Linked DNA regions of Mus musculus: regions 1, 2, 4 and 5 are each linked to region 3. Evidence: chromatin contacts called from public HiChIP or PLAC-seq and promoter capture Hi-C data. All regions are on one chromosome and are shown on one strand. Each heading gives the region's core, a stretch centred on a gene start, on an enhancer-like site or on the middle of the called end of the contact. The rest is flanking DNA. Distances are from core to core; before and after follow the strand shown. Region 1 holds the start of Ascl2 (achaete-scute family bHLH transcription factor 2). Region 2 holds the start of Th (tyrosine hydroxylase). Region 3 holds the start of Nap1l4 (nucleosome assembly protein 1-like 4). Region 4 holds the start of Cttn (cortactin). Region 5 holds the start of Ins2 (insulin II).

Evidence for each region. Promoter capture Hi-C pulls out the DNA fragments that hold promoters and counts their contacts. HiChIP or PLAC-seq counts read pairs in DNA pulled down with a chosen protein or histone mark.
Region 1: a promoter capture Hi-C map of second pharyngeal arch cranial neural crest shows a contact between it and region 3, with 5 times the contacts expected there. The contact joins the promoter of Ascl2 here to the promoter of Nap1l4 in region 3. A contact is called at or near these places in 5 of 39 promoter capture datasets (embryonic stem cells, hippocampal neurons, liver and 2 more) and 2 of 9 other capture datasets (adipose tissue and pancreatic islet).
Region 2: an H3K4me3 HiChIP or PLAC-seq map of craniofacial prominence shows a contact between it and region 3, with 4 times the contacts expected there. The contact joins the promoter of Th here to the promoter of Nap1l4 in region 3. A contact is called at or near these places in 1 of 39 promoter capture datasets (maxillary cranial neural crest), 1 of 115 datasets of contacts at active chromatin or transcription factors (craniofacial prominence) and 1 of 9 other capture datasets (adipose tissue).
Region 4: an H3K27ac HiChIP or PLAC-seq map of embryonic stem cells shows a contact between it and region 3, with 6 times the contacts expected there. The contact joins the promoter of Cttn here to the promoter of Nap1l4 in region 3. A contact is called at or near these places in 2 of 39 promoter capture datasets (embryonic stem cells and liver), 6 of 115 datasets of contacts at active chromatin or transcription factors (bone marrow-derived macrophages, embryonic stem cells and extraembryonic endoderm stem cells) and 2 of 9 other capture datasets (embryonic stem cells and pancreatic islet).
Region 5: a contact with region 3 is called in a promoter capture Hi-C map of hippocampal neurons, with 2.3 times the contacts expected there. The contact joins the promoter of Ins2 here to the promoter of Nap1l4 in region 3.

Annotation. Positions count from the first base shown.
Region 1 is chr7:142,967,755-142,973,417 of GRCm38.p6, reverse strand. Ascl2 (achaete-scute family bHLH transcription factor 2) reads left to right here and starts at 4,154. Exons shown (of 3, transcript NM_008554.3): 1 at 4,154-4,447; 2 at 4,719-5,518. The coding sequence starts at 4,438. The coding sequence ends at 5,500.
Region 2 is chr7:142,896,873-142,901,978 of GRCm38.p6, reverse strand. It overlaps Th (tyrosine hydroxylase), which reads left to right and starts at 1,984. Exons shown (of 13, transcript NM_009377.2): 1 at 1,984-2,107; 2 at 3,789-4,013; 3 at 4,877-5,051. The coding sequence starts at 2,018.
Region 3 is chr7:143,547,614-143,552,698 of GRCm38.p6, reverse strand. Nap1l4 (nucleosome assembly protein 1-like 4) reads left to right here and starts at 3,579. Exons shown (of 16, transcript NM_008672.3): 1 at 3,579-3,657.
Region 4 is chr7:144,467,194-144,472,651 of GRCm38.p6, reverse strand. Cttn (cortactin) reads left to right here and starts at 1,717. Exons shown (of 18, transcript NM_007803.5): 1 at 1,717-1,963.
Region 5 is chr7:142,677,824-142,683,527 of GRCm38.p6, reverse strand. Ins2 (insulin II) reads left to right here and starts at 3,802. Exons shown (of 3, transcript NM_001185083.2): 1 at 3,802-3,866; 2 at 3,981-4,181; 3 at 4,670-4,872. The coding sequence starts at 3,995. The coding sequence ends at 4,815.

The DNA of each region.
Region 1 (5,663 bases), core at 2,905-5,404, 580 kb after region 3:
GGATGGACCATGTAGAGACTGCCATATCCAGGGATCCACCCCATAATGAGCTTCCAAACGCTGACACCATTGCATGCACTAGCAGGATTTTATCGAAAGGACCCAGATGTAGCTGTCTCTTGTGAGACTATGCCGGGGCCTAGCAAACACAGAAGTGGATGCTCACAGTCAGCTATTGGATGGATCATAGGGCTCCCAATGGAGGAGCTAGAGAAAGTACCCAAGGAGCTAAAGGGATCTGCAACCCTATAGGTGGAACAACATTATGAACTAACCAGTACCCCGGAGCTCTTGACTCTAGCTGCATATGTATCAAAAGATGGCCTAGTCAGCCATCACTGGAAAGAGAGGCCCATTGGACTTGCAAACTGTATATGCCCCAGTACAGGGGAACGCCAGGGCCAAAAAAAAATGGGAATGAGTGGGTAGGGAAGTGGGGGGGAGGGTATGGGGGACTTTTGGGATAGCATTGGAAATGTAATTGAGGAAAATATGTAATAAAAAATAAAAATAAATTAAAAAAAATCCCTGTCTTAAAACAAAACAAAACAAAACAAACAAAAAACCCAAACAACAACAAAAGGATAAATGGCACAACACCCAAGGTTGTCCTCTGGCACATATTCTACACACAGTGCATGTATGCACCGATACACCCTCACACACATACTCTTATGCACACAGTATACATATGCACCCACACATCCTCACACACACTCTTCTACACACAGCGTACATATGCACTCACACAACCTCATATGCATACTCTTATGCACACAGTATACATATGCATCCACACACCCTCACACACACTGTTCTACACACAATGCACATATGCACCCACACACACTCACATACATACTCTTATGCACACAGTATACATATGCATCCACACACCCTCACACACAGTCTTCTACACACAGTTCACGTATGCACCACACACACTCACACACATACTCTTATGCACACAGTATACATATGCACCCACATCCATACAAACATGTATACACACACACACACACACACACACACATCAACATTAAAATAACATTTTGTAGTACATAAACAGGACCAGAAGTTCCAGACAGTGTCTATACTTCTTTTGCTGGGAAACATTTATGGTGTTTTTGTAATGTCTGTGGCAGCATTTGCTCCCTAGCATGTGACACTGACTGTATAGCCTGCAAAGCATGACAGATTTGCTAACAGGTCCTCAGAAAAAGCTGTTTTGCCCCATGCTTGAAAGCTCAAGGATGGAGTCACACAGCCAGGGATAAATGACCCCTGCAAAGGAGAGGTGCCAAGGAGCAGGCAGGGCACAAGCCATGTCAAAATCTTCCAGCTGATTTTTGAGACATAATCATGCACCACACACTTCATTGAACCATTAAACCACAGCCATGTAAACTGTAGCATAGTCAGCTTGTGTGCATGTATGTGCCATAGCCAATTGTCCAGATTGTGTGGAGATCAGATTCTCCAGAATATCAGTCCTTGCCTGCTACCTTTCTGAGACAAGGTCTCTCTGTTGTTGTTGTGTATTCTAAGCTAACTGACCCTTGAGCTTACAGTGAGTGTCGTCTCCGTCTCCCATTGTGTCATAGCAATGCTGAGGTTACAGGAATGTGTTCCCATGCCAGGCTTTACATGGGTTCTGGGGATTCAACTTCAGGCCACTGTGCTTGCATGGCAAGCACTTTATCTGCTGAGCCATTTCCCCAAGCTCCTTAGAACATTGTGATTAAAAGGAAATTCATACCCTGTAGCCAGTACCTCCCCCTCATTCTTGTCCCCGTGTCTATTTCTGTCTCTGTGGATTGGCCTGTTCTGGACAGTTCTTGTAAATGACATCATGTAATATGTGGTCTTTCGGTTTTTCCTTCTTTCACTCACTCATGTCTACCAACACCATGATGCCAGTCAGTGTTTTATTTCTTCTCTTGGCTGAACAATATTTCCTTCTGAGTCAGTTCATGCTTTATCCATCCATTTGTCTGTTGATGGACATCTGGCTGTTTCAAAACATTTAAATGAAGATCACATGGCTAAGGATAGAGCCAGAGCCCAAGCCCCCCAAAAGAGATGTATGAAACTCTTATGATCAGGGGAGAACTGCTTCTGGAGCAAGAGAACTGCCACCAGGATGGTTAGAGGATGTGGGTACGTGAAGTTAAGAAATGAAGGGGCACACCTAGGGAGACGCCAATCCCTAGGGAACTGTCACCTTTAAGCTGAGGAAGGTAGGTTGGGCTTGCAGAAAGTACGAGGGCCAGGATGGGGGAGGGGCCAAGGTGGGAAAGGTGCTGAGTAGGATGAGATGCTGGCTTTATAGAAGTAGGGTATGTACCAGCCTGAGAGGAAGGAAATATGGTGAGACCCCTGAAAGAGTCGTGAGTCTTTACACACACACACACACACACACACACACACACACACACACACAGACACACACACAGACACACGGTGATGTACCTAAGTTGCTAGATTGCCTAGAATGCACCACATTGTCTAGCATGTATCATATATGAAGCCCTGGGTTCCATCTCCAGCATCACATACAATGAGTGTGACGGTGCATGCCTATAATCTATCTGGAGATATAAGAAGAAGATAGACGTTCTGAAGTTCACAGTCATCCTTAGCTATGTAGTGAATTAAGGGCTAACCTAAGCTTCAGGAGACTCTCCCACCACCACCCCTAAATGGAGGAAAAGTACAAAAAACAACTTAGGGAAAGGCAGGGAGGAAACAGGGCAGCAGTGGTCTCCGTACAGTGAGGGTTTGCAGATCAAACCTCCTCAGGGCACCAGGATACAAACTGTTTCCATCTCTTCTGTATATGTGTGCATGCTTGCGTGTGCAAGGATGAGCACAGCAGTGTGTATGGAGGTTGGAGGATATCTTGGATGTTGGTCCTTCCCTTCCAGCCTGTTTAAGATAGACGTTGTTGTTCATTATTGCAGTCCTGGGGCTAGCTGGCCTGGAAGTTTGAAGGAATTCTCTTCTTGGCATCTTGGGTTTCTATGGGTTCTGAGGATTTGAACTCAGGTCCTCACACTTGCACAGCAAGTGCTTTACTTAACAATCTCCCCAGACCAACTGGATTGCTCCAAACAGCAGAGAAGTGACTAGACTTATCCAAGTGCTCTTAGCAGACACCCGGGAAATTTCGACTCACTGCCCACTTCCCACAGCAAGGTTATCAAAAGGCTGGATTAGGATGATACAGCCTTGACGAATCCTGGAGAGTCATGGAACCTGCAGGCAGCCCCACACTGGCAGTACATGCTCCAAGGCAGTGCGAAAGCAGAGAGAAGCCTGGTTTTGGTAGCCCTCCCCCAGTCGGATATTTACAAAGAAAGTAACTCCAGGTTACTACCCACAGGATAGACCACTTGAACCCTATAGGTCTTGCTTGGCTCCCAAGCACCTACCTAGTCCTTTGAGGGAAAAATTGGGCTTGCTACGGCCTTGAGAGCACACTTCTGGGACAATGGGGCAAAACTGAGACTTTGACAAGGTCAGTGCATTTCCCTTCCCCTTCAACCTTCCCTCCACCGGCCTCAGGGGAAGGATGGGACTGAGAGGTCTGCTGGAATCCGAAGAAGTGTTATTGAACAAAAAGTCCAGGAACCGAACAAAAACTAGTCTGGGTAGATTCACCATTAGGAAAAGAGACCCAGACTTGGAGAGCTGGCTGTAAGGTGCAGATGGGTGACAGTGTGAGAAAGGAGTGGACTTGATTGTATTCTCTCAGGTCAGGGCAACCGGTCCTGGGGATTCTTGAAAACACAGAGGCATGGGGTGTGCATGAGGGGCTAAATGGGTACAGGTGCCCAGGAACATGAAATTTCCCATTACTGGTCTGAACCACTCCTCAAGCCCTTCTCACACTCAAGGGGCACAGGTGTGCTCCTGCAATGCGTGGACACCGGGTCCTGGTGGAGGAGCAGGGTGGGGCGGAGTGGGCGTGGAGCCTTGTGCGAGACACTCCCCCATCTCTGGAGCCACGCGCCAGGCGTACGCTTCCTTCTGGCCCCGGCATAGGACCGCGCCAATTGTCATTGGCCAAACGGGCGATCCCAGATTGGCTGAGACCCCGGCTCCCGCCTCCTCCGCCAGGGGGAGGGACGTGGGTGCGGGTTTGAGGCTCGTGCTACCCTAGGGGGTCGCGCTCTTCTGCCTCCTACCTCTTGGTCACCGCAAAGCTTGGTCCGGTTCTTCATCCGGCTGCAAGCGCTAGGTGTGCGGAGACCTGGCAGCTCTTGGGGCTTAAGGGCTGAGCACCAGGACGGGTGGAGGTGCCTGTAGAGTACATTCGGACCCTCTCTCGGACCCTCTCTCAGCCCCTGAGTGTGCGGGACCTGCGGAGCGCAGTTCGGGATCTGCACTCGAGGATTTTTCGAGGACGCAATAAGCTAAGCATCTGCCCGGAGCATGGAAGCACGTCAGTAGGCCATGAACTGCACCCGGGAGGGGTGGGGGTGGAAGCGCACGGTGTCAGCTTTGCAGAATGTGTACGCCAAGGGGAGGGTGAAGCGTGGCGGGAGGGCGAGGCGAAGGAAGGAGGGCGTGAGAAAGGAGGCGGTGGCGGGCGGAGGAGAGTTATCTATACTTTTTAAAAAAAAGGAGCCGCTTGAGCCGCGTAAAGGGAGACTTGGGGAGCGCCTGACAGCACGCGCGGGACACGAGAGTACCACGCTTCCCTACTCTTTCAGACCTTGACTGGTACGGGGTCCCAGGACTGCAGGAGGCCAGCGACGCGTGCCCTAGGGAGTCCTGCAGCAGTGCCCTGCCTGAGGCCCGTGAAGGTGCAAACGTCCACTTCCCACCGCACCCGGTTCCTCGCGAGCACTTTTCCTGTGCCGCACCAGAACTCGTAGCAGGGGCCCAGGGGCTGAATGCAAGCTTGATGGACGGCGGCGCGCTGCCCAGACTCATGCCCACCTCGTCTGGAGTCGCTGGAGCCTGCGCTGCTCGGCGGAGACAAGCGTCTCCGGAATTGCTGCGCTGCAGCCGGCGGCGGCGATCTGGAGCAACCGAGGCCAGCAGCAGCTCGGCTGCCGTGGCACGCCGCAATGAGCGCGAGCGCAACCGCGTAAAGCTGGTAAACTTGGGCTTCCAGGCGCTGCGGCAGCACGTGCCGCACGGCGGCGCCAACAAGAAGCTGAGTAAGGTGGAGACGCTGCGCTCCGCGGTAGAGTACATTCGTGCGCTGCAGCGGCTGCTCGCAGAGCACGACGCGGTGCGTGCCGCGCTCGCTGGGGGGCTGTTAACACCCGCTACTCCGCCGTCCGATGAGTGCGCGCAGCCCTCTGCCTCCCCTGCCAGCGCGTCTCTGTCCTGCGCCTCTACGTCTCCGTCCCCGGACCGCCTGGGCTGCTCTGAGCCTACCTCCCCGCGCTCCGCCTACTCGTCGGAGGAAAGCAGCTGCGAGGGAGAGCTAAGCCCGATGGAGCAGGAGCTGCTTGACTTTTCCAGTTGGTTAGGGGGCTACTGAGCATCCCACCCCCCTAAGGTAAGTTCCAGGACGGCGGGGAGGCGAAGCAGTAAGGGAGACACGTGGTGGGCGGGCCTGACACTTAGCGCCACGGGGACCCTGTGCAGCCAGGACTCAGCTGGGGCGATCACTTGGATTTCGCGCACGCTTCATTTTTCCTCAA
Region 2 (5,106 bases), core at 735-3,234, 650 kb after region 3:
CACCCTGCAATCCCCCCAGCACCCTCTAAAGGAGGACCCTGTGGTGGGCATGCAGACCTAGGGACTGGGCATAGATAACCTTTGGGTTTGGGCAACAGCCCCCACTCCTCAGGATTGAAGGCTAAGGTGCAGCCAGCTCTGCCTTCATGGTGGGAATGTCTCCACGTGACCCCTTTCTGGGCTGTGGAGAACACTCAGAGAAGAGTCCTGGGATGCCAGGCAGGCCAGGGATGTGCTGGGCATGTTGAGACAGGAGTGGGCTAAGCCAGCAGAGTTGCTGACCCAGGAAGAGTTCAGAAAGGGGCATGGAACATGGGGAGGGGTCCATAGTGAGAGAGAGCAGGCAGTGCAGAGTAAATAGTCCCTGAGCTGGGGGTTATGGGATTTGCAGGAGCTTGCTCAGAGAAGGCAGAGGAGAGATGCTGCGCCAAGCTGGGTATCACAGAGCCTCAGACTCCTGGAACAGGAACTGTGGGGGTCAGGTCAGCAGGGGAGGTTAGGGAGTGTTCCCTTTGTACTGACTTAGCATTTATCCTGCTTCTAGGGGGGAAGGGGGGCCAGTGGGGGATGCACAGCAAGGCAGTGATGTGGCAGGCAGCCTGCGGGAGCTCCTGGTTCCTGGTGTGAAAAAGCTGGGAAGGAAGAGGGCTGGGTCTGGTAAGTACAGCAGGCAGTTGGCTCCTGAGAGTCCAAGCCCTGTCTAGAGGGTGGAGTGAGATTTCAGAGGGAGAGCTAAACGGGGTGGGGGCTGGGGAGTCCAGGCTTCTGGCTCCTGCTAATACTCAGTGTGCTGGGTCCTCAGAACCTCAGGGTGGCCATTTTCAGGGTGAGAGCTCTGTCCTTTGGCACTTCTGCAGACTCCAGTATCCAGAGGAATAAAGATGGTACTCTTCCTCAGTTCCCTTAGTGAGAGGACACCTTTCTCTGAAGGGCTTGGGCAGTTGTCCTGAACCATTGCCTGAAGGAAGGACTTGACTCCAGGGACATAGAATGGGCTCAGCATAAGTCCCCTGTAGTAGAGAAAGGTCCCCTCTCTGGTCTCCTTAGAGATCCTGTTTCCTTGGCTGAGGAAGCTAGGGTGGATCTTTGTGTAAGTGGGTGTGGATGCTCACTGGAAATCAAAAGGCCCCTTGGTGTTAGACCTTGGGGTGCCATGGGAGAGTTGATCACTGAGTGCGCCCTTACATGGGGGCCAGCTGAGAATGGGGCTGCCTCTAGCTCGAGACCATGATGCAGGGAGTGAGTGGGGGAGTTCAGGATACTCTTAACTAAAGCAGAGGTCTGTCCCCCCAGGGAGGGGAGGTCAGAAGACCCTAGGGAGATGCCAAAGGCTAGGGTTGGCACCATGTTGCAGGCTGTGTCTTCAAGGAGATGATAATCAGAGGAATCGAACCTGCAAAAGTGGGCCAGTCTTAGATACACTATAGAGGAATAATCTTCTGAAACATTCTGTGTCTCATAGGACCTGCCTGAGGACCCAGCCCCAGTGCCAGCACATACACTGGGGCAGTGAGTAGATAGTATACTTTGTTACATGGGCTGGGGGGACATGGCCTGTGCCCTGGAGGGGACTTGAAGACATCCAAAAAGCTAGTGAGAGGGCTCCTAGATTTATTTGTCTCCAAGGGCTATATATAGCCTTCCTAACATGAACCCTTGGGTAATCCAGCATGGGCGCTCCCATATGCCCTGGTTTGATTAGAGAGCTCTAGATGTCTCCTGTCCCAGAACACCAGCCAGCCCCTGTCTTCATGTCGTGTCTAGGGCGGAGGGTGATTCAGAGGCAGGTGCCTGCGACAGTGGATGCAATTAGATCTAATGGGACGGAGGCCTCTCTCGTCCGTCGCCCTCGCTCTGTGCCCACCCCCGCCTCCCTCAGGCACAGCAGGCGTGGAGAGGATGCGCAGGAGGTAGGAGGTGGGGGACCCAGAGGGGCTTTGACGTCAGCCTGGCCTTTAAGAGGCCGCCTGCCTGGCAAGGGCTGTGGAGACAGAACTCGGGACCACCAGCTTGCACTATGCCCACCCCCAGCGCCTCCTCGCCACAGCCCAAGGGCTTCAGAAGAGCCGTCTCAGAGCAGGATACCAAGCAGGCCGAGGCTGTCACGGTGAGGATGACATGCTGTCACCCAGGGGTATCTGGAGCAACTTCTGCACCTATAAATGGGTGGATACCCCAGGCTGGGAGTCTTTCCAGTGTCTGGTACCTAGGGTTGGAGTGGGTCTTAGTTCTATCCCGTCTCAGGGTTAGTTTGGGTCCTAGCTCTGGTTCTGTGCTTGGGTAAATGCTTCTGTTGGGTCCTGCTGGACTCCGAGAGGGACAGCCAGGACCTGTTTCACTGTGCCAGGCTTCTGTGGGTCCTATTTTGTGAAGTAAGGGAAAATCCCCCCTGGGTGGTCTTGGGAGAGAGCCCCATGATCCAAGTCCCCCCAGTAGCCCTCCCTACTCATCTGCTCCCTTGGGTTCTCTAGCCTTGCCTGTCATAGAGTGTGGTGTTCCTGTAATACACACTTCTGAGCACACCTGGTCAGCAAATGGCTGGTCTGCCTGATGCTGTCCTGTGCAAATGGGGCCCAGGTTCTACCATACCTCTTCAGCCCCCCAAACTCTGGGAAAATCTCTGTGTCTCCTTTTTCCCTTCTCACCTTCCACCAGTCTGCTTCGGTGTTCCCTAAGAGTAGGACTTAGGAAGCCACAGGGACCAAGGGGAGATGCTACCAAGACATCAAACAGTCCCTTTTGTCGGGGGCAGGGGGAGAATCAGCTCATAAGAAGGGCTTTCAGATTATCCTTGGGGCCCCATCTAACTATTGCCCTGGGTTGACAGAGACCTTAATGAAACCAGTGTGACCTTTAGAAATTTAATTTGTAGGCACTTCTCCGGGGACAACTGTGGGGTCAAAAGTGCCCCTTCATACTTCTTAGCTGCATGACTCTCTTCTCAGCTCCCTGGGAACCACCCTGTCTCATGTTCTCCCCAGCGAGCCTGGGGCTCTGGCTGTATTCACAGTGTCCTGCTGGAGGTCCGGAGGGGGCTCCAGAGGGCATGTTTCTCCCCATGACTAGGACGTTCCTAGAACCCAGGACCCAGAACCTTTTGGGGAGTTCAACTCCCAGATTAGAGTTCAGGCTTCTCCTCTCTGAAGTCCAGGTAGTTCTGAGTGTTGGGGGATTAGGAATACTGGTTCACAGCTGTGGCAGACACAGAGCCAGTGGAGTCCATACAGAGGTACTCAGACAAGGGAGGAGGGGGAGACATTTTGAGGGGGCTATTTCCAGGTAGGAGGACAGCCTAGACAGGACACCTGGCTAAGAACCACTTATTTTTTCAATGATGATGTGTCCACAGGGCTCAGCCTCTCAGAGAGTTGGGAGGGAAAGGATGCTTGTTTAAGCTGTGTACAGTGCTCTCTACCTGAATGGACCACCCAAGCTATTCACTCCCCATGAGGTCTGAGGCTTTGTGCTCCTACAGTCTCTGGGCGCTGCTCACATACATCAGGAAAAACAACCTGAGTCACAGCCCTCTATCACTAATTCAGTTAGGTCTAAGCCTGGGAGGTAGGTGACAGGGCACCTCTATCTTGGGAAGATGGCAGCTAGGAGCCCCTGCTTTCCAGTTCTGCCATGGCTCTCCAGCCCTAGCTACCCACCATGCCCTGTCAGAACACTGATTAGCATGTTAGTCCTCCACTCCTACATGGCACCCAGTGGTTTGACCAGAGCCCTGGAGGCGGGATCAGCAGAGGCAGCAGCATGGAGATACAGGCATGTCTCTTGACTCTCAGTCCCCAAGGTTCATTGGACGGCGGCAGAGTCTCATCGAGGATGCCCGCAAGGAGCGGGAGGCAGCAGCAGCTGCAGCAGCGGCTGCGGTAGCCTCCGCGGAACCTGGGAACCCATTGGAGGCTGTGGTATTCGAGGAGAGGGATGGAAATGCTGTTCTCAACCTGCTCTTCTCCTTGAGGGGTACAAAACCCTCCTCACTGTCTCGGGCTTTGAAAGTGTTTGAGGTGGGTTGGCTTGGCCTTCCGGGGTAGCATGCATAAGATATGTAAGAATGTCTGTGTCCTCCCCCCACCGCCAGGGCTGAAATATGGCTGCTCAGGCCATCAGAGGCTGGGTCTCAGGGACTACCTTTCAGCTCCTCCAGTTAATCTCAGCTCCCTGACACCCACTGCTATATATACACAGCCTCTTACCCAGCTGCCCAGGGGTCAATGAAGCAGCTGATTACACTGTTGCTTTGGCTAATGACCTGCCCCCCTTCCCCTGCCCCAGAAAAACTCTCAAATGACATTAAAGCCAGAACCCTGTGAGCTCCCAGAATTGACAGCCTGGCCTAAGTGTTTTGTTGCTGGGCAACAGAAGGTGAAGATGAAGTTGACCCCTGTCCACCAGTCCTGAGTTTCCTATTTACCCTGTCATGGCCTGAGACTTGTGTCCTTGATATGGTGGAGTGTGATCCAGGCCTTTGGGCGTGGCCAGTAAGTCAAATTGAGACCATTAGGGGATAGCGCCTTCTGCTATGCTTTCTAGACAAACAGAACTGTCCAGAAAGGGGACCAAAGGCACAGCTGTGATGATTCCTGGATGGATACACAAGACAAAATCCAATCTATTGGATTTTGACACCTTCAAAATTCATAGGCAAGGGTAAAAACAAAAACCAAACGAACAAACAAAAACCAAACGAACAAGCAAACAACTGACAGTGCCTACCAGGGTCCTCCGTCTCCCTCATTCCCACTATTATGTCTCTCCATCTCTCCCTACCTGTCATCATCTCTCTCTCTTCATCTTCTCCACCCTCTCTCCATTGCTCCTTCCCCATCTGTCTCTCTCCTTCTCTCTCTTCCTGCTTTTGCTCCTGAAGACATTTGAAGCCAAAATCCACCACTTAGAGACCCGGCCTGCCCAGAGGCCACTGGCAGGAAGCCCCCACCTGGAGTACTTTGTGCGCTTCGAGGTGCCCAGTGGCGACCTGGCTGCCCTCCTCAGTTCTGTGCGTCGGGTGTCTGACGATGTGCGCAGTGCCAGAGAGGACAAGGGTGAGGATGGATTTCTGTCCCTGGCCTGGGGGTGGGAGGCAGAGTATCCTGCTGG
Region 3 (5,085 bases), core at 2,330-4,829:
AGGCTTGAGCGGGGCAGTGGTGGCACACGCCTTTAATCCCAGTACTTGGGGGGCAGAGGCAGGCAGATTTCTGAGTTTGAGGCCAGCCTGGGTCAACAGAGTGAGTTCCAGGACAGCCAGGATTACAGGATTACACAGAGAAACCCTGTCTCAAAAAAAAAAAAAAAGGAGAAAGAAAAAGGAAAGAGTTGGTTTGAGACTGTTAAATAAATAGATGGGACTTGAATTTGAAAATGCTGGCCAAAGCAACCTTTACCAGGCAAAAGGACTAATTTCTTTACTTTCCTTTTTTTTTTTTTTTTTTAAATTTCATGTGCATTGGTGTTTTGCCTACATGAATGTCTGTGTCAGGGTGCCAGATCCTCTGGAACTGGGGTTATAGACAGTTGTGAGTTGCCATGTGGGTGTTGACAATTGAACTTGGGTCTTCTGGACAGGTGGCAGTGCTCTTAACCACTGAACTATCTCGCCAGCCCCCCAAAAGACTCATTTCTAAGAAACGAAGACAATTTGTTCATTCCTGCTTGGTAACCTTATTTGCTAGCCAAACTAAATGCTTTTTATAAATTGACATGGGGAGGCTGGGCTGGTACTGCACTCCCTGCTCCAGCCCCAGGCTACATTGAGGAAATACCTCCCTGCTACCCTTGTCAGCAGCAGTGAAGGCACATAGCCCAGCCTAGTACATTTCCTCCCTCCACAGAGACCTCCAGTCAGGTAAAATTGGAACCTTGATTGTACCACAGTAAAGAATTTCAGGACAAGTCATAGTGAAGCAAAGTTAGCAAGCTTATTAAGCAGAGATAAGAAATGGTGCATGCTTTGGATTTAAGTATAGGCATAGAGTAAGAGACAGTCTTAGATGAAAGATAGTTCATATTTAAGACATGAGTGCATGCTGCTGAGAGAAAGCCAGGCTAACCTGCCTACCTTAAGATCAGCTGTTGATGTGAACTTGTGGCTAAGTCAGAGTGCTCAAAGAATGTAATTTACAGTGATAGTTAAAGATTAAGTTTAAACTGGGTGATGGTGGTACATGCTTTTAATCCCAGTTCTTGGGAGGCAGAAGCCTCTGAGTTTGAGGCCAGCCTGGCCTACAGAGCAAGTTCCAGGACAACCAGAACTATACCAAGAAATCTGTAGATAAAAAACAAAAAAAAATGACTAAACATTTTATTAATGTTAAAAATTAAGTAGTGTCGGGCTGGAGAATGGCTCAGCGGTTAAGAGCACTGACTGCTCTTCCAAAGGTCCTGAGTTCAAATCCCAGCAACCACACGGTGGCTCACAACCATCTGTAATGAGATCTGATGCCCTCTTCTGGGGTGTCTGAAGACAGCTACAGTATACTTACATATAATAAATAAATCTTTAAAAAAAAATTAAGTAGTGTCATGCTGTAGACCTCCCCCCCCACACCTTCTGAGCACCTCTCTTAATCCCTATGCTTCAGCCTGTATTCAAATAGCTTTATTAACCCAGGCATGGTAGTGAATAACTTTAATCCTAGGAGGCAGAAGCAGTCAGATAGATCTCTATGAGTTAACAGGCTAGGGCTACATAGACCCTGTCTTAGAGATAATAAATAATGAAATACCATTATTAAACTTATTACCAGTTATTGGGGTCTGAGTGTTTTATTCAAGGAATTGAAATAAAGATACACACAGATTGTAAGGTAGCAAGGAAATAGTATCCAAAAGTGAATAGTACAGATCAGAAATACTCTGTGACAGGCCCACGAGGCTGGCCTTGAATTTCTAGAGATCTGTCTGCCTCTTCTTCCTGAGTGCTGGGATTAAAGGTGTGTGCCACTACTGCCTGGTGTCTTACTTAATATTAAAAAGGGGGGTTTGGGCTGGAGAGATGGCTCAGCGGTTAAGAGCACTGACTGCTCTTCCAGAGGTCCTGAGTTCAATTCCAGCAACCGCATAGTGGCTCACAACCATCTGTAATGGGATCTGATGCTCTCTTCTAGTGTGTCTGAAGACAGCTGCAGTGTACTTATATACAATAAATAAATCTTTTTTAAAAATATGTTGGGGGGACTTTTACACTGCCCAGAGCATTATTAGAAAAGCATTATGTGTAGTCCAAACCAAATAAGTCCCTGGCTACCAAACTATTTTCTATACTTGTCTGATTTAACCACATCCACTCCCCAAATAAAAATGAAGTAAAAACCTGGTGGTGCTGCTGCACGGCTTTAATCTCAGCACCGGAGAGGCAGAGGCAGGTGGATTTCTGTGAGTTTGAGGGCATCCTGGTCTACAGATCGAGTTCCAGAACAGCTAGGGCTACACAGAGAAACCCTGTCGTGGAAAAGCAAAACCAGCCACTAACCAATCAAAATGTCAGGAAAAAAAAATGTATGTCAGAAAAAAATGTAAGTAAAAACATACGAGCTTATTTACTTTCCTTAATTTTGTAAGCGAAACTGTTTATACATAGTTCCAATTTAAGAATGAAAGAGAAGTAATACAGAAAAACAATGCTGTAGACCTTCTGGCCTTCAGTAACCACACTTCATTTTAAGTTTTTGTTTTTCAGACAGGGTTGCATGTTGCTCAGACTGGCCCCACACTGGCTACATAGTTGGAAGTGACAAACTGCTCATTCTGTCACCTGTATCTCTTATCTCAGAAGTACTGGGATTGAAGGCATGCATGTTGCACCATACCCAGCTTTGTTTCCAACTGCCCTGTTCGTAGAATTTGTTAGGAAAACACACATTATCTGCAAGCAAGTTATTTATTCTTATCAGATGTTGTCTATTGCTTCAATGAAAACACCATGACCAAAAAGCAAGTTAGGGAGGAAAGGGTTTATTTGGCTTACACGTCTATATTGCTGTTCATTACTGAAGGAAGTCAGGATAGGAACTCAAGCAGGGCTGGAACCTGGAGGCAGAAGCTGATGCACAGGCCATGGAGGGGTGCTGCTTACTGGCTTGTGCAGCTTGCTTTCTTACAGACACCACCAATAAGCCCAGGGGTGGTACTACCCACAATGGGCTGGGTCCTCTCCCACCAATCATTGAGAAAATGCCTTACAGTTGGATCCTATGGAGGCATTTTCTCAAAGCTCCCTCCTTTCAGATAACTCTAGTTTGTATCAAATTGACACACAAAACCAGCCAGTACAGATGTGCTGAACTTTTCTATCAGAAGGGTAGTCCCATGCCAGGCAGGCACTGTAGACAGAGGGTCAGAAGGCCTTGAGAAGTAGGCGGTGCTTTTCCCAGGCCGGGGGAAGGCAGGGAGTTGTAAGTAATCTGGAAAGAGCGTTGCCGATGTGGTCCAGGAAGCTCAAACCCTAGAGGTTGTAACAAGCCCAAAGTCCTACACGCGCGCCCAGCAGCCCCTTTAAAGAAGCACGAACTGCGCGTGCGCCGGAACACACGTCACTACTCTAACTACATATAGCTCGCGGGCTTAGGCTGGACGCCGTGCTCCCTCAACAGATTTTGATTGGATACCGCCTTTCCTAGTGCCTGGTGCAGTTGATAAACAGCTCTATTGTCCATTCGTCGCCCGTTTTGCTCGCAGAGGGTGGAGCCCGGCGATACGGCCAATGGCAGGTGGTTTTGTTGGCGACCACGGCGGTGCAGCCCCGGAGCGAGCTTAGGACAGGCGCCACTGCCGCAGGAGGCGCGAGGTGCGGTGCTGGCGGGTAACGGCGCGGCGGGCGGCTGGCGAGGGACTGGGGCGGAGGAGGCGGAGACGGGGAGGAGTGGGCGGCGCGGGCAGGCCGACGCGCCATGGCGGCGAGCAGAGGCGGGCGGCGACCGGGTCAGAGGTCCGGGTGGCGGGTGGCGGCGGATGGCGGGCCGGTCCCTCCTCCGTGCAGCCCCGCCCCCGGCTGAAGGTCAGCGCGCTTTGTTCCCGCCGCCCGAGAACCCACGCGAAGCGGCGCAGGCGGTTCCTTGAGAGGACAAGGCCTCCCCAGCGAGGTGGGCCTGGGTACGCCTCGTCTCAGACCGCGCCTGGGAAGGAAGGGGTCTACTGGGCCGCCGCCTCGCCCTTCCGGGCTTTGCATGCTCTCCGCACAGTGCCCCGGTCTCTGAGCCAGACCTCACTCTCTGAGCCTGCGGTGGAGGCGGAGCCAGCCTAGTGACACACACTGAGCCTTCAGACCCGGGCGCCCCTAACGGGTTCAGGGTCGTCAGCAGTACCCCTTCTTCCGAGGGTATCCTTGGGGCAAGTTGGCCCGCACTTCCTCCAACTCTGCTTCGCTGCCTCTTGGAGGAATTTCCGCGGTAGCTTCCGGCGCGTGCGCTGCGGTAACGAGCATATGCATATTCCACAGCAAAAAGACTCAAGTTTAAGTTTTTGGTCCAAAAGTTAAATGCTTTTAAGTTACTGCCGCCTTCCTGTCATAGTAGTTGCTTCCTCTCGGTGACTAATCTCCGCTTACTACACACCAGGGGCTCCTTTAAGCTCCTGACGTGTCTTAACTCATTCACAATAGTACGTGATGTAGGTGCAACAGGCTGACTGTGCATTAGCAAGAAACGCCTGGGTTTTGAAGTGGTTCGGTTTGTGGAATATTTGTAGGTCTGACAGATGAGCGTACCTAATCTGGAAATCCAAAATGTGCTCGAAAAGAAGTGGGTTTTGGGACGTTCTGATTTCTTTTCTTCTTCTTCTTTTTTTTTTTTTTTTTTTGGTATAGGAGTATTCGACCTGTATTGCAAATTAAGTCCCTGATAGGTTAAGTGTGATGGTACCTTGCATCTAAATTCAAATAGATTTAATCTGGCTCAGTTTTAATAATAAATGTTTATTATTAAATAAATAACGTATTGAAACAAATATTCAGATGAACAGTAAGATTCAGAGAAAGCAGGGCTTTGATAGGACTAGAGTATAGTTCACCTGTCGGGTAGTCTACAGCTGTATCATTTTAACTAAAGTAGATGCTGTAAAACTCAGTTGTCGGTCTCAACCCCCCCCCTTAGTTGACCAATATTGGTTCACAGTGTCATAACATTTAAACACATTTTGATGTTTTAGCTTTAAATCCCGAACTGTTTTTCACAGTTAATATAGAATAGCTGGTGAAAATAATAGTGATTTTATCGTT
Region 4 (5,458 bases), core at 468-2,967, 920 kb before region 3:
CTCAACTATGGTGCTCAGGCAAAAGCCATCTTCCTGTCTCAGGTGCCCCATCACAGGGACTCAGGCACACACCACTGTCCCTGGTTCAAGAATAGAGCTTGGCTTTTCAGCTTGGGTACGTGGAACTTAGCTTAAGTGACTGACCCCACTTGTTGGGCACGGTTTAGGTACTTAGTATAAAATGATGCCTGTAGTTTTTATTTAACAAAACACTTGAGACCATGGTTTTACTAAAACAACAAGAACAACAACAACTACCCTATGCTAGGAGATGGCTGGGTGTTTGCTCTGCAGGCATGAGGGACTGAGTGTGATCCTCAGAACCAATGAGAGGATGGTGGGTGGAGTGGTGCACATTTGCAATCCCCTCAGCAGAGAAGCAAAGACAGGAGGATCTCTGGGGCCTGCTGACCAGCCAGCTTAGCCTAGTGGATGAACTGCAGGCCAGAGAGATCCTGTCTCAAGCAGTGAGTGGCCTTCCTGAGGAAGATGCCAGAATGTGTCCTTGGACCTCTGTATGTGTGCTCATGCAGTTGAATGCACACTTACATGTGAATTGTGCACACACACATGGGAACATTCTCCTCTGACACCTGACATCTCTTTTTCCTTCCTGATCTATTCATAAATTTTGACAGTTTAGCCTTTTGTTTTCTGCCTTGTGGTGCTAAGGTTGGTACCAGGGCCCTGTACATACTAGACAGGCACTCTACCACTGAATTACATCCCTAACCTCCCTCTTTCATCTCCTTTCTCCTCCTCCTCCTTCTGGAGAGGGGGGCAGGAGAGACAGAATCCCTCACTTGGCTGATCAGGACCAGACTGGCCTCTAAGTGATCCACTTGGCCGCTGCCTTATTAGCTAGCTTTGTTATACAGTCCAGGACACCTGTCTAGGGATGGACCACAGTGGGTTGGCCCTCCTGTATCAAGACAATCATGCCCACAGAATAACCTAAATAAGACAAGTACACATTTGAGATTTTTTTAAAAAAAAATGTGATTCTAGGCTGTTTCAAGTTGACAGTTAATGTCAACTAGGACAGATAGATGAGTGGATGGATAGATAAGTAGATGGATGGTTGACACATGGGTGTATAGGTGACATGTTGGTTAGTTTTTGTCAACTTGACACTAGAGTAATCTTGGAAGAGGAAACCTCAGTTGATGAATTGCCATCAGACTGGCCTGTAGGCTAGTCTGTGGGGGCATTTTCTTGGTTACTGATTGATTCAGAAGGGCCCAACCCACCGTTGTGGGTTGCCACCCTTACACTGGTAGACCTGGGATGTGAAAGAAAGGCTGAGCAAGCCAGTATGCAGCACTCCTTCATAGTCTCTGTTTCAGTTCCTGCCCTGCCTGAGTTCCTGTTCTAACTTCCTTCCCTCAGTGATGGACTATAATTTATGAGCCAAATAAGCAGTTTTCTCCCCAAGCTGTATTTGATCAGTTCTTTTTGTTTTGTTTTGTTTTGTTTGTTTTTCGAGACAGGGTTCAGTTTTTTGATCACAATAGGAAGCAGATAGATGGAAGAATGGATGAACAGATGTATGGCTAGATGAGTGGGTGTATGGGTAGATGGGCAGAAGGACAGATTGGTGGATTGGTGGGTAGAAGATTGACAGGGGAGTGAATGATGCTGTGTAGATCCATGCGTGGGTAGAGAGTTGCAGGGTGGATACATGGTTGGAAGCTGGGTTGAGGGTGAATGTGTGTTGGACAGGGCTTGACGGGTGTTTCTAAATCGGATCTCCGCAGCTGACTGGCGGCCGAGCTGCCTATGAGTCCTGGAACTGTGTATCCTGCTTTCTTGATCAGCTAACAGGAATACGGGGCGGGGACGGCCTGGAATAGGGCGGGATCTTGCGTGGCCCCGGATGCGGCCCCGCCTCCGCGGAACCGGAAGTGAGCGGGCACAGGGAGCGGCGGGGCGCGGCGGGAGCCTGGTGGACCCTGCTGGTGCGGTGAGCGGGGGATGGGCGTCCTAGAGAGCTGCTGGGGGACAGGAAGGGTGTGGGATGATGAGTTGTCAGGGTGCCGGGCCTGGACGGGAGGTTGGGGTACAGGGTCTGGACTGGGCCCAGGTGATCCGAGTGCGGGGCAGGGTCGGGGCCCAGGGGTGCAGGGCCAGGATCTGTTGGTCGAGGCCTCGGAGTGTAGGGCTGGGACCCCTGAGTCAGGATTCCAGGCCAAAACCCGGTGTTCGCGGTGTGGGGCCGGGATTGTGACTTGGGGTGTGTGGCTGGGGTCGGGCGTCGGGACCCGGGCTGCAGGGCTAGGATCGGGGGTTGGAGTGCAGTGCTAGGAGGGGGAACCGGGGTGCAGAGTCAAGGCCAAGGGTTCGCGGTGTGGGTCCGAAATCGGGGGGTTGGGGTTGTGGTGTGGCGCTGGGATTCGGGATTCGGGGTGTAGGGCCAGGATTGGAGGCTCAAAGTCCCGGGTCGCAGGGTCTGGATGGGGACGTCGGAGCCCCGGGTATTGGGCAAGGATCGGAGGTTTCGGACACCAATGCTGAGCCGTTCATCCCGTCATTTGTGGAGTAGCTAGGGGTGCACAGCCGGTCTGGCTCTGAGGGGGCGGGCCCTAGGACACAGGCCCTAGGAATTTTGGACATAAAGAAAGGGGTGGGGTTTCAGAGCAGGAACCCAGGATGAAGTGCTAAGTCGGTTTGGGGTGTTCTAGGTCAGAGTGCATAATTATGGGTCTGTGGTAGTCAGAGTACCAGAACCTGGGAAAAGAATGTAGACCTGAGGCCTGGGAGATGCTGGTGGGGGTAAGGGGACTTTGCTTCTAGAATCTAGTGGAATGATGAGGGCCTGGGGGAAGCTGGTGGGCCTGGGGAGCCTGGGGTTCCAGAACCCAGTGGAATTATGAGGGTCCAAGGACCTGTAGGAAGTTGGTAAGGCTGAGCAGCCGGGTTCCAGCATTGGTCTCTAGTCCTCAGGACTGGGCTGAGAGGCCAACATCTGAGGAAAGGCCTGGGCACCTGAGGGAAATTTGCAATGGGGTCAATGGAAATCCAAGCGCCTAGCTTGCTTCCTGGAGCTAAGGAGCCTGGAATCCAGCCGCCCCTCCTCCTGGGTGTGTGCCCAGTCACTGCAGAGGTGTTTGGGCCTGGTATGTTCCTTTGTTTCCTCTTGGTCCGTGTGAGGGATGGGGACTTGTGGCCAGGGAGAAGGAATTCCCTGTTGTGCCCAGTGAAGCAAGCAGAGGCTTTAGCCCTTCCTAGTGGTTTGCCCTGGCTGCACTGCCTGGGCCTTGCCAGTAAGTAGCCCAAGCTCCAGTAAGTCCTCACCACCCAGTAGACCCTCACAGTCAGAACTTACAGCCCACCCCCCACCCCCCTCCCCCAGCGTCCACCAGGGGTCAGGCCTCTGCTGGCTCACCCAGAGTGAGTCACCAGTTCAGGCCCTGAGTCAACACTGCTTCTCTGTTTGACTGAGAAGGTTGTCACCAGAAGTTTGAAGGAGGGAGAAGCAGCTTTTGTGGGAGCTTCAGATGTAGAAGAGTGCAGAGGTGGGGTTGAAGAACTGATTGTGGTACTAGGTCTCCAGAGCACCCTGGGCCTTGCTAGACAGCTTCTCCACCCAACTTTAGCCCTGGCCCTAGAGCTGACCTTTAATTGAGGGCTTATGACAGTTATGCCTTTAACACCTTGTAAAATGCCAGGGAATTTAATTGGCCCTTCAGACTTTGACCTGTTAGTCGGGAAGGCACCTGGCATAACTCCGCACCGTCCTGAGCATCCTTACCTCCTTGTGCCCCTGGTCTTTGTCCTGGGCATGGTCGTGTCTGCCTACCAGCTTGTCTCTTAATGGAGTCCTGGGCAGGCTAGCCTACTCCGTCTGTGCACTGGCCTCCATAGGCATGGGGTGGGGGTTGCCCTTTCCATAACAACTCCTGACCCAGCCACCTTTGCTCCGCTGCGCTATAGGTATCAGGTTCAGGGCCTCAAGATGGTGGATTCCTCCATCCTGTGACTAGGTCCTCTCTGACTGAGCTTCGTGCTGGCTGTGTGGGGCTGAGTGGCTTTCTCTGTCCCCGTCTGATTTCTATCAGCTTTATTGATATTTCACCCTACACGTGATCACCCGATTGAAGGGTTCAGTGGTTATCGATGTATTCAGAGTTGTACAGCCATCACCACAAACAGTTTTGGCCTTCTCAGAGATCTACATAGAATGTGCATGCCCATGGTCCCAGTGGCTGGGAATGCTGAAGCAGAGGACCTTAAGACCAAGGAGTTCTGGCCAGCCTAGGAACAAACCTGGAGTCTGTCTGTCTGTATGTGTCTCTCTTTCTACTCCTCCCTCCCACTCCCTTTTTGGTGGTGGTTGGGATGCATTTGAGACGGATCTCTATAGCTTTGATTAACCGGAAACTCACTACGTACACCAGCATGCCCCCTACACTTGCAGCCATCCTCCTGCCTCCTGAGTGTTGGGATTATAGGCTGTGGGCACACACTATCAAGCTGGGCCGCTCTGCTCTGTCCTTTAGAAAAGAACGAAACTGGATATCTTAGCCTCGAATTTCCCCTGATTAGCTCTCCTCTCAGCCCTCCTCCCACATTGCCAGCACCCCCCACATCCCATTTGCTGGGGATCAAGTACAGAGCCTCGAACACACAAAGCTTGTATTCCACCCATGAGCTCCAGCCCTGCCTTTTTCCTCCGTTTCCTTTTTTGTTTGTTTTGAGATGAGATCCTTCCATTGAGCTCCTATGTTTAAGTGTCATTCCCCCAGTCCCCTATCACTGTGCCTGGCATCTTTGTTATTAAACAGGTTAGCTATCTTTTTAACTAATGATTAGTAAGTGCTCTTTATATATTCGGAATCCATTATTTGAAAACCATTCTTCTTCCACAGGTCATCCTGTCACGTGTTTGCTTCTTGGCAGGGTCTCATTCTGTAGTCCAGGCTAGCCTCAAACTCTACAGCCTCCACCTCAGCGCCCTGAGTGCTGGGTTCTAGTTTATATGCTGCCATACAGGTTCTTGTTGGTTTTCTGGTGGTTATCTTTTGAGGAACCAAAAAACATTTGAGCATTTAGATGAGAAGGCTCAGTGGGCAAAGGACACTTGCCACTGAGCCTGACACCTTGAGTTCAGTCCCTGGGACATATGTGGCAGGAAAGATTCAGGCTATCTATCCTCCGACTTCCATAAGCACACCACAGCACACTTGTTGCTCCACAGACCCATACATGGACACAAACAGACACATCCATACACATAGACACATAAAGGCAGACAGAAAGACATACACAGAGTACTTCCCAGTGTGTTTATTCTGTTTTTATATCCTTGTGTTCTTTTTTTTTTTTTTTTTTTTTTTTTTTGGTTTTTCGAGACAGGGTTTCTCTGTAGCCCTGGCTGTCCTGGAACTCACTCTGTAGCCCAGGCTGGCCTTGAACTCTGCCTCCCAAGTGCTGGGATTAAAGGCATGCGCCACCACGC
Region 5 (5,704 bases), core at 2,553-5,052, 870 kb after region 3:
GATAAGGCCTTAGGCCCCAGTCAGAACCTGAGAACATCTTGGATAGCCTGAGAGAATATGAGAAAAGCCTTAGATGGAATGATGCCTAGTGTAAGGCCCTAGCCCTCAGTGATAGTTTAGATAAGTCCAAGGTCTCGCAAAAATTCTCAGCCTTCATGACTCCTATAGGTCCTGGGAGAACTTAGGTAAGGCCTGTGCCCCAGTAAGACCCTGGGAAGACCTTTTGCCATAGAGACCTTAAAGAAACCTTTGGACTTAATGAGACCCTGCTAAGAACCCATTTAGACCTTGATGATAACTATTGGCCACAGTAAGACCCTGAGGAAAGCCCTTGGCTACAGTGAGGCTTTAAGAAAAGCCATTGGCTTCAATAAGTTCCTGGGGGAAATCTTAGGCCCCATGAAACCTTGCTAAGGCCTGGGTCCAGTGAGTTTCTGTGGAAGGTGTTAGGTTGAGACTGTGAAGATGTCCTTAGGCTCCCATTCAGTCATTGGAAAGAACTCAGGGCCTGGTAAGTCCATCTGTAGGTTTTAGGGCTATGTGAAATCCTTAAGAAAGTTTTAGGCCCTAAGAAGTACTTACATCTGGGTGTAACAAGATGTCTCTGCTTGTAATGGTGTAATGGTGTCTGCTACTAAGCCTGATGACTTAATGGGCCTGCCTCTAGGACTCATTTTGTGGAAAGAGGGATTCATGCCCTGTGGATTGTCATTTGACTTCCACATTTGGAAGGAAACAAACTAATCAGTTAATTAAAATATAGATATAAAAGAAGAAAAGCCGAGACTTCATACAAGTCTATGAGCTTTCCTTAGGCCATGGGGACCTTCGGCTATAACGTCTAGTGAGATGATAGTGGAGGCTTCTGGCCCAGGGATACTCTAGAGAAATCCTCCTTCCCAATGGGACACATGTATAGTGTTTGTGTATTGCTGCGATCCTGGGAAGTTCTCATGCCTCACTGAGGCCTTAGAACAGGTTGTGAAGCTACTAAAGAACCTGAGATGGGTGGAAGCATCCTAAGGACAGTGTAGAAGGACCTTAGGCCTCAGAAACTCTTAGCAAATCCTTGATCCCCACCATGACCTGGAGGAGAGCCCGAACCATTTTAAAACTTGAGCAAGGTCTTCAACCCCATGTGACCCTGAGGGAGACTGGCCTTTTCTGAGACCCAAGGGAAGTCCTTAACACCACTGAAATGTCAAGGCTTTAGGTGCTTAGGGCTCTGGGGAAGTCCATGAATCATGAGATACTAGTGAGAGCCATGAACCTTGCTGAGTGCCCAGAGAAGGTATGGACATCATTAAGAATCTGGGACCATGGGACAGAGAATAAGATCCTCTAAAAACCCAGAGAACACAGGGGACTGTGCTGAGACCCTTCTCAAAGCAGTACACCACACTGAGATCTCTGGTTCTCTGTTCCTTTGAGACTTTGGGAGATAGTGTGGACCCCACAGCAACCATGGGAGAGGTCTTAGGGTTAACTGAGCCCCTGGTGTGATGGCTTGAGTGTGAGACTTCCCCAATAGACTTGTATGTTTGAACACTTGGTCTCTAACATGTGGTGCTGTTCTGGGAGATTGTGAAACCTTTTATACATGGGGCCTAGCTGATTGATACATAAAGGGCCATAAGAGTGAGGGTTAGGGTTATAGGCCAGCCAGCCCTGTTTCCGGTCTGACTCTGATTCCTGGCCAGCATCTCTGCAAGCTTCTGCTTCCACAGACAGACCAACTTCAGCCACCATGACTTCTGTTCCATGATGGACCATGAGCTGAAATAAAACCTCTCCTTCCCAAAGTTGCTTCTTTGGGGAGATTCGTTCACAGGGATTTGAAAGGCACTAAGTAAGACAGAAAGAGTTAAGTCCTTTTAAGATCTTGGGAAATCAGTGAGGCCCATTGAGGTCCTATAGAGGGTCCTAAGATCCCTTGAGATCCACAGGAATGCCATGACTTTGGATGAGAGCCAGGGAGGCAGTGTGAACCCTGCTGAGTTCCCAAGCAGACTGGGTTTCACTAACATCTGGAGAAAACCTAAGTCCCTTTAGTACCCTGGGGAAACTGTAAGAGTTTGAAAGAGTGGTGATATGGCAGGACCATGATGAGACTCTGAGGAAGATTGTAAGCTCCAAAAGTGCCTAGAGAAGGTCTTAACCCCACTGAGAAACTGAAGCTGTCTCTGGGAGCCCTTGCCTTCAAGGGTACCCTAAAACCTCAAAGAGACTCTGGGAAAGGCATCTGTTCAGCTGAGACTCTAGGGAGAGCCCAGAGCCACAGTGAAACTCTCATGGGGGAGAGAAATGGGGAGGTGGCGTTGCTGCTGAGCCACGTGAAGCCTTAAGCCGCAGGGAGACCCTGAAAATAGACTGTAAGCAACCTTGGGGTGGGGTAAGCCTGTTGCAGCGTTAGTGTATCCATGAACTCCTTTAAGATACAAGCTATGTGTCATTCCTCATGGAGACGCCGGAGAGTCTTGAGCTTACATGATGGTCCTGCGGAGGCCTTAAAGTCCTGTGGGGATGCTCAGGGTTGTCCCTGTGTGTCACTGAGACCTCCGAAAGAATTTAAATATCACAGAAAAAAAAAACATAAAGAAGACCTTAAGCCTTTTTAAGTTCCCAAGGAGAGCCAGAAGTGGTGGTATATAGCTCAACTTGGGAGACTGAGGCAAAAAGACTGACTGAGTTTAAGACCAGCCTAGCTACACCACAAAGCTCCTTTCTCAAAAGAAAAAGCTCCCAAGGAGGTTGGATCCCCAGTGAGACCCTCAGCAAGGCCCTCTGGCCTCACTATGGTCCTGAGGACACCCCTCCACACTGCCCTGATCTTCTTACCCCATCCTGCCTGAGCTCTTCACCTGCTCTCCTCTTGCATTCAAATATCTTCTGCTACAGTAGGTCCACTGGAGTCTCCCAGGTACCCAGAGTGTGAATGTCTGCAGCACTTTCTGGGGGACAAGGAGCAGAGAGCAAGGGACCCACAATTCGGGTCTAGTGTCTGTAAAGCCTTGCGGAGGGTAGAGTTCTAGTTCACACAAGGCACCAAGTGTTTTTGCTGGTTGCCTAGGAAACAGGACAGTGCCAAATCAGGAACAGAAAGAGTCAAGGAACCCCCAACCACTCCAAGCGGAGGCTGAGAAAGGTTTTGTAGCTGGAATAGAGCATGCACTAACAGATGGAGACAGCTGGCTTTGAGCTCTGAAGCAAGTATTACATATGGAGACTTGCTGGCCTTCAGGTGCTTATCTTGTTATTGGATACTGCAGGAGGATGTACCACAGGGCTTCAGCTCAGCTGACCCCCAAGTGGGATATGGAAAGAGAGATAGAGGAGGAGGGACCATTAAGTGCCTTGCTGCCTGAATTCTGCTTTCCTTCTACCTCTGAGAGAGAGCTGGGGACTCGGCTGAGTTAAGAACCCAGCTATCAATTGGAACTGTGAAACAGTCCAAGGGACAAAGATACTAGGTCCCCAACTGCAACTTCCTGGGGAATGATGTGGAAAAATGCTCAGCCAAGGACAAAGAAAGCATCACCCACTCTGGAACAATGTCCCCTGCTGTGAACTGGTTCATCAGGCCATCAGGGCCCCTTGTTAAGACTCTAATTACCCTAGGACTAAGTAGAGGTGTTGACGTCCAATGAGCGCTTTCTGCAGACCTAGCACCAGGGAAGTGTTTGGAAACTGCAGCTTCAGCCCCTCTGGCCATCTGCTGACCTACCCCACCTGGAGCCCTTAATGGGTCAAACAGCAAAGTCCAGGGGGCAGAGAGGAGGTGCTTTGGTCTATAAAGGTAGTGGGGACCCAGTAACCACCAGCCCTAAGTGATCCGCTACAATCAAAAACCATCAGCAAGCAGGAAGGTACTCTTCTCAGTGGGCCTGGCTCCCCAGCTAAGACCTCAGGGACTTGAGGTAGGATATAGCCTCCTCTCTTACGTGAAACTTTTGCTATCCTCAACCCAGCCTATCTTCCAGGTTATTGTTTCAACATGGCCCTGTGGATGCGCTTCCTGCCCCTGCTGGCCCTGCTCTTCCTCTGGGAGTCCCACCCCACCCAGGCTTTTGTCAAGCAGCACCTTTGTGGTTCCCACCTGGTGGAGGCTCTCTACCTGGTGTGTGGGGAGCGTGGCTTCTTCTACACACCCATGTCCCGCCGTGAAGTGGAGGACCCACAAGGTGAGTTCTGCCACTGAATTCTGTCCCCAGTGCTAACTACCCTGGTTTTCTTCACACTTGGGACATTGTAAATTGTGTCCTAGGTGTGGAGGGTCTCGGGATAACCAGGGAGTGGGGACACGTTTCTGGGGGAAGCTAGACATATGTAAACATGGCAGCTGCCAGGAATGAGTAAGAATCCTGCCTTAAGGGGTCCTTGGTGGTAGTAACTTGGGACATGTGACTAGATCCCAGGATAGGTACCTATTTAGGGCCCTCATAGAGCACTGCACTGACTGAAGATGAGTAGGCTTTAGAGGCCCATGTGTCCATCCATGACCAGTGACTTGTCCCACAGGCATGCAACCCCTGCCACCTGCAGGGGTTAAGGGGCGAGAAAACCTGGGGTAGTAGGAGGTTGCTCAGCTACTCCTGACTGGATTTTCCTATGTGTCTTTGCTTCTGTGCTGCTGATGCCCTGGCCTGCTCTGACACAACCTCCCTGGCAGTGGCACAACTGGAGCTGGGTGGAGGCCCGGGAGCAGGTGACCTTCAGACCTTGGCACTGGAGGTGGCCCAGCAGAAGCGTGGCATTGTAGATCAGTGCTGCACCAGCATCTGCTCCCTCTACCAGCTGGAGAACTACTGCAACTAGACCCACCACTACCCAGCCTACCCCTCTGCAATGAATAAAACCTTTGAATGAGCACAAGTTGTGTGTGTATGTGCATGTGCATATGTGGGACCAGGAGACATGAGTGGGGCTGGTAGGGTAGCCACAGCTTAATCTATCTATCTGCCTAGCCACAATAGCCCCTAAAAGATCTACCCAAGACTTCTTTGGTTCCCTCTGCATCCCCAGTTTTCTCCTGGCTCCCTGGGCACCTCCCACAGGTACCTGTTAGACCAAACCTGGAACATAGACAGTTCCTTTCCCCAAGATAACCAATACCGTCAGGTAGCCCATAACCCCCACCCTGAGTTGTCCGGGAGGATCATGACCCCCACCCCTGATGCTTCTAGCTGGATAGAGAAGAGCTAGAGGTCTTTGGAAGGCATGGGTGATGGCAGCTAGGAGCTGATAATTTATTGCTCTATAGCCTTGGATCCTCAAGGGCCCCAGAGAACTTTTATAAGAAAGAGGACCAAAATATTCCAACAACAGTTCCCATCTAGCCTTCCTGAGTTCTTTTTCCATAGCTATTTTAGAAGGACTCCCTGAATGGGTAGAAAGAGAGGCTTGGGACCTTGAGCTGGAAGGCCATGGAAGGCATTTTCAAAGAGATTATCCCAGCTCTGGGAGGACAGAGAATAGCCCCAGCTGCTCTCAGACTATCCAAGTGACTCTTAGTGCTCAGAAGAAGACAGGCATCCCACATGGGTAGGATGACGTACTGAAGGGATCCCATAAGCCCTGGGCATGAGCCAGAACTCCACTTCTCAAAAATGACCAGTTGTGAGTTCTAAGCAAGGTGGCCATGAGGAAGACCTAGGGTTGGGGCCTCCTACCACTTCTCAGCCCCTCCTTCCAGCTAGATAGGTTC